Linked DNA regions of Mus musculus: region 2 is linked to region 1. The links are chromatin contacts, called in public Micro-C maps. All regions are on one chromosome and are shown on one strand. Each heading gives the region's core, a stretch centred on a gene start, on an enhancer-like site or on the middle of the called end of the contact. The rest is flanking DNA. Distances are from core to core; before and after follow the strand shown.

Region 1 (3,081 bases), core at 321-2,820:
CCCAAGCCAAGTCACACAGTGCCAAGACTGGCTGATCCCAATAGATGAGTGCACACAGAGTGTTTGAGCAGATTCTCCAGGGCAGCATGTGGGTAGGATGTGGCCAGGTTTGTTCTGTTTCCCCTTTCCCCATCCAGTCTGCAACCTGCCGCTGATGTTGGGTACCTTCTCCTAACCAGCACTTGCCCCTTAGCTGAAAACTACGAAAAACTGGAGAAGGAGAAAAGGCAAAAATCAAAAGCGAGATTTCATGGTCAGTCTTCCTAGCCAGGGCCTCTCCAGGCTCTCCTGGCCGGTTAGGCTTCCCTTGGGAATCCTGTAATCCAGAGCTGAACTGAGCTACTCAAGTCAGCCAAGCCCGTGCCTATGGGCCTTGGGGATGAGGTGCTGAGTACGCAGGCTAATTATACATGTGGCATTTGGGCAGCCAACTGTCCAGTTGACACCTTACCTTATGAGGAAGCGTCCTCCCCACCAACTGTTCAAAACAAAATGCCATCTCGGGATCAGCTTCGCCTGCTCTGGGCCGGTTCAGGGTTCCCTCTCCTACCGCCTCTCGCCTCTCCAACCTAACACAAGAATGTGGCCTAGGGAGGCCAGTCGCAGGCAGGCAGGCCCGCCAGGGTTGGGGGGACAGGCGGGGCGGGCCTTGCCAGGTGTCTGTCCTGTCCCCCCTCACTGTGGACCAGCTCGGGAACGTAACCACTTGACCTTTTTATTCACCGAACCCACCTTCTAGAAATAGACTGGGCGGGGCTGTGTCTGTTCTCGGACCAGGGGGAAAACCCGGACATGTGACTACAAAGGACAGAAGAGAGGAGACCCTGGTGGGCGGGGGGAAGGGGCATTCTCTCCACTGGGTTGCTGGCTGGGCGGTTCCGTGAGGGCCAAAAGCCAAGCCACTGGAGTTCACCCTGGAGCCCAGCGTCCAGGACCGAGAAGTCACCAGAACTCCCTCTCAGACATTGAAACTGGAGGTCCGGAGCCCAATCTATTGTGCCGCTGGGACAGTTTCGGACTATCTTGAGACTGAAACTTCAAGTGCGGCCCTTACAGGAGGCAACTCGCAGAAGCAGCCTAGAACAGCCCATCTTGCTAACTAGCAGCCCTGCCAGCCCAGTAAATGACTTATTTTAGACCACAAACTGGAGTCGCTGCCGATAACTGGTCATTCACACAAACAAACATTTTCAAACTTGGTCAGAGTCAGACAAGCTTAAATAAAACTCATAATACGCCGGAAACGACCACCTTTTATCTATCCGAACACACCAATTCTTTTTATCTTAAAGCTGCGCGGACCCGGAGCCAGTCTGTCCTCCGCAGAGCCCGGCCGTTCCTTTGCATTTGCAGCAGTTCAGCCCCAGCAGCCTTTGCACAAACCCGGGTCCTTCTTCGTACTGCCCTTTAAGGGAGAAAGCCGAAAGCAGCTCCCCCGGGGCAGGCGAGCCTCGCCAACACCGCCTCCCGCCCAGGGCCCAGCCGGTGCTCCGAACATCGGCCCGCAGCGGGCAGCCAGTAGCGGGCCGGGCAGAGAGCCTAGAGGGACGAAGGTTGCGGGTCAGGCTCTGAGCCGAGGGTGCCGGCTGAAGCGCAGAGGACCTGGAAGCCGAACCCGCGCGAGCCTTACGGGGCTGTCCCTCGCCCACGCCGTCAGCGGGCCAGCCTGCGCAGCAAGCGTGCTGAGCAAAAAGGACCACCGTTGGGTTGCAAACTGCCTTGGAGTTCGGTTTGTGTACTGCTGAGAGGACCATTAAAAGTAAAGTGCAATAGTGGAGGGAGCAAGGGGAACTGGAACTCGAGCGTCCCGGGAAAGTCGTGGGAAGCCCCGGTGGTGGAGGGCGAGGAGGGAGCGCGCGGCTTCTAGCCACCCGGGTTTTCTTTAATCCTCCGGGTAAATTTCACCCCTAGCGCGGAGAGCTACGAAGATCCTGGAGTCCCGCCCGCCCTAGGCCAGCGTCAACCCCACAACTAGCCAACGATCCCAGTCCGAAATGGGGGAGGTTCAGAAGCCCTGCGGGTCCTCCCGGCCCCTGAGCCACAGCCTGGCTAACACTGACGCCTCTTAGAACTGCGGCGGCGCAGTCACACGGCAAATCGACACTTTTCAAGAAAACAAAATATTCATTCTCTAACAAAACTAACTTCGCATTGAGTTTCTATTGGGGGAGAGGGGTTAACTCGGCCCTAAAGGAAGCCCGTTTTGTCCAGGTTAGATTTTGTCTACTTATGGATCAGCCGTTGGGTGAGGGTTTAATTTATGGCTTATGCATTCTTTTAAGGTCGATTTACATGACCTCCGGCTACAACTAAGATTGCCGAAGAGGGCACTCCAGTCGTCAGTCGGCCAAACCCACAATTACAACAGCCCTCCCCCACCTTCTGTGGCTCAGACTCCCCTGGCAATCTAAACTGTTCTCTCTCTCTCTCTCTCTCTCTCTCTCTCTCTCTCCCTCTCCCCCCTCTCCCCCCTCTCCCCTCTCCCCTCTTCCCCCTCTCCCCTCTCTCCCCTCTCTCCCTCTCCCCATCCTTTCCTCCTCCACCTTTCTCTTGTTTCTTCTTTTTTATGACTTTACTTTTTGATATTATGAATAACATAAAATATCACTTTGAAAGTTTCGCTAAAACTTTCTCAAAACCCAAGCAAGCATGCCGCGATGAAAGATCCAGTGTTCACAAAGCCCTCAAGATGTTGCCCTCTTGTGGGTACAAAGGGCATTGCCATCCAAGAGCCCCATCTGAACCCTAAGCTGGAGAATAGAAAGAGCGAGGGAAAGGGAGAGAGGGGAGGAAGAGGAGAGAGAGGGGAGGGGGAGGGAGAAGGAGAGAGAGAGAGAGAGAGAGAGAGAGAGAGAGAGAGAGAGAGAGAGAGAGAGAGAGAGAGAGAGAGAGAGAAACACTAACACAACACAGTAGGCACACCAACTTCTTCCATCCCACACTTGTGCGAACTTCCATGAAATACCTACCTCGAACTTTACGGAGACTTAACAATTCACTCTCTAAGCCACCTGACTTCTTTTTCATCTCATTCCCACTTCTATAGATTATCTACTTGGGGAGGCGAAGGTGGAGGAATTA
Region 2 (2,905 bases), core at 321-2,820, about 21 Mb after region 1:
CCTCCTTTTACTTTCTACTTCAAGCCCCACCGGTTAATCATGTGAAGTGCCATCGACTTATCGATCGTTTATGTTTTGTTTTCCTTCTATGCCATGAGAAGATTTCGTGTTTACACCCATGTCATTTTAATCTCAAAATCTTTATGTCCTGAAACCATCGAGGGAAGGGAGAGCCAGCGCTCAGGGCGAAAGGGCAGTCAGCAAGCAGTGGTACTCACCATTGCTGTACAGTAGCTGCAGCTTGTAGTGAATGCCGTTGTTGGTTTTCTCGTTGTTCGGCTCCTGAAAGCAACGATAAATAATTGCATTTAGCGTGGCCGCGTCTGGCGCGGTCACCGCGCTCGGTCCCCCTCCAGGACCGAGGCCCCTCGGCCTCACACGCTGCAGGCAGGATTCCTGGCTCGCAGCTACGCGGTGATGTCACTTTTCCTGCCGCAAGCCCAGCGTTCCCCCTCGCCCCCAGTGAGTCCGAGGGCACAGAGAAGTTGTTCGGCCCTTGGCGGGGCCTGTGCGACCGCACGTGGCGGCGGGGTCGCCCGGCGGAGCGCTCCCGCCACCGAGGGGGGCACTCGGACCCCATGCGCGGGCACCAACTGCCCCCTACTCCTGGAGAGGGAGGGTGCGATCGCCGGTGTACACTTACTTTCTCTTTCTCCACAAAGTCCACAAAAGCGGTCCTTTCGATCTCCACCGGCTGCCCCTGCCTGTCGTAGAGCGCCAGCACGAAGTGGAAGAAATTGGATTTCCGGAGGTTGGAAGGAGGCTGCTTCTCGAAGTGCGCCCGCGCCAGCCCCACGCCGCTGCAGGAGGAAAGGGACAGCGGCCCGGTGAGCAGCGCGGCGCTGGCCGGAGGAGGGGGCCGGGCCGGGCCGGGGCCAAGGCGCGCGGGGGCGGCCGGTACGTACCTCTGGGCGGCCGTGTTGGCGTCCACCACGCCTGCCGTGTGCATCCACGAGCGCACCGGGTTCATGCCGCTGCCCAGCGGCTCCTCCTTCATGGTCGTCCCCCCGCGCGGAATATTCTCCTGAATCCCAAACATGAACACTGCTGGCGGCGGCCGCGACTCCCGGCCGAAAGCGCGTCCGCGGTCGGCGGCGCTCGGGGCTCGGCGGCAGGAGGCTGCCCTGGCCGCCCTGGCCCTGCTCGGCGCCTGCGGTGCGGCCCGCCGCCGGCTTCAGCCCGTCCCGGGCAGGCGCCGCATACACCGGCGGCCGGGCGCTGCGGACGGCCGGGGACGCGGGCGGGCTGCACCGGTGGCGACGCGACGCTTCGGAGGAGCAGGGCGCGGTGGACGCGGTGGCCGCGGCGGCGCTTGTTGTTGTTGTTGTTTGCAGGCGCGCTCAACGTGGTGTCATCCTAGCCAGGCGGCGTCCGCGGCTGCAGGACACTGCGGGATCGCCCGCTTCTGGCGCGGCCCGCCTGCTCCAAAGACAAATAAACGGGGCAGTGAGTGCCGCGGCGCAGTCCCGGGCGCAGGCGGGGCGCGGCGGGGCCTGGAGCGGCGCGCGCAGCGGACGGAGGCGCACAAAACTCAGCCCTCTCTCCCCGAGGAATGGACCCTTTCCCGGGAGCCAAAACTCGAAGCCCCCGGGAGCGGCGCTGTCAGAGGGTGACGTCGGGGGGCGGCGCCTGCGCCATATATGGGAGCGGCCGCCCCTCGCCGCGCCCCTCGCCGCCGCCGCCGCCGCGCTCGCCGACTGACTGCCTGACGGCGCCGCGAGCCGGCCCGAGCCCCGCGAGCCCAGCGAGCCCCGCCGCCTCCGAGCGCCACCGAGCGCCACCACCGCCCCCGGCCACGCGCCACGGCTCCACAAGCCCAGCCGCGGCCGAGGAAGTTACCACCCGCTCAAATAAATCTCGCAAAGAAGCGAGCGCAGCCAGTGCATAAGTGCTGCTTGGCCCGTTATACCTGCCCACAAGACCTGCCACACAGTCAAAACACCGTGGGTCGGAGGAGGAGCGCCCCAAGTCGCCCACACGCATGCAATAAATACCAGGGCAGCACTGGCTCTGGGGTGTCCCAAAGAGAACAGCAGGAAGAGGCTGGAAAGGCGCGCGGGAGGAGATTCCAGGAGAGGGAGGGACAACAAGGGGCTGGGAGAAGAGGGTACCTAATGCCCCTTCTAGGGATCCACACTCCCTGCCGCCACCAGGGCAAGAGGCGCAGCTCAGTCTGATTTCTAGGCAGACCTAAGGCTGCTGAAGGGCCAGTGTGCCCACATCTGAGCCCCGCTGGGTGTCCCATGCTTTCTACCCCGGCAAAGCCTGCTGAATACAGGGCCGGGGTCCACGTCGGAGACAGGTTCCTCCAGATGCCCCCTCTCCCTCCGGTGGCCACAGGAGTTTCGGGTCCCTGGCCTGTTCTTGGGTGCGGCAGTGACAAAGAAGGCTGGGCCCTCTCTGGGCCGACGGAAAGAGCGCTCAGCCTCTCCGGCGACCCGGAGCTGGTGTCCAGCCTGTTACATGGTCCGTGCGGTGGCCAGATCTCCCCACCTCCAACCGCCTGAAAAGCAGAGCAGACACTGCGGGCGCCAGGGACCCTGCCCTCTGCGCCTCCCAGCCTGGGTGAGCGCGCGCCCTGCGGCTTCCCGACCTGGTTTCGAGGAACCGGGAGGGCAGCTGGGAGCCGGCAGCGCGTGGGCTCGGAGGCCCAGCTCGGGAGGCCCGGATTCGGTTCCCAGGCGCTCGGCCCACCCAAAGGAGATCTGTGCGACGCGCGACAGAGGCCCAAGGGACGACCTGGAGATGTCCCAGGCTCTTTCCTGCCACGAGAAATAAGGCCCTTCTGGTTTTAAAAGAAGAAGAAAAAGAAAAGGTTTCTGGGCGCAAGTGTCGCAGGGCAGCCTCTTCCCGCCGGGCCTGGGGTAGCTCTTCCTTTTTTTGTGAATTGGTGGTGTGTGTGCGT

The links. Hi-C and Micro-C count contacts between places; a contact is called where the count stands out from the background.
Region 2: a contact with region 1 is called in a Micro-C map of embryonic stem cells, with 19 times the contacts expected there. The contact joins the promoter of Ebf3 here to the promoter of Sox6os in region 1. A contact is called at or near these places in 1 of 39 promoter capture datasets (embryonic stem cells) and 4 of 484 Hi-C or Micro-C datasets (all in embryonic stem cells).

Annotation. Positions count from the first base shown.
Region 1 is chr7:116,030,409-116,033,489 of GRCm38.p6, forward strand. It overlaps Sox6os (SRY (sex determining region Y)-box 6, opposite strand), which reads left to right and starts at 1,571. Exons shown (of 2, transcript NR_152104.1): 1 at 1,571-1,759; 2 at 1,912-2,142. The region is part of intron 1 of Sox6 (SRY (sex determining region Y)-box 6); the gene reads right to left.
Region 2 is chr7:137,312,875-137,315,779 of GRCm38.p6, forward strand. It overlaps Ebf3 (early B cell factor 3), which reads right to left and starts at 1,571. Exons shown (of 16, transcript NM_001113414.1): 1 at 906-1,571; 2 at 644-800; 3 at 219-282. The coding sequence starts at 1,039.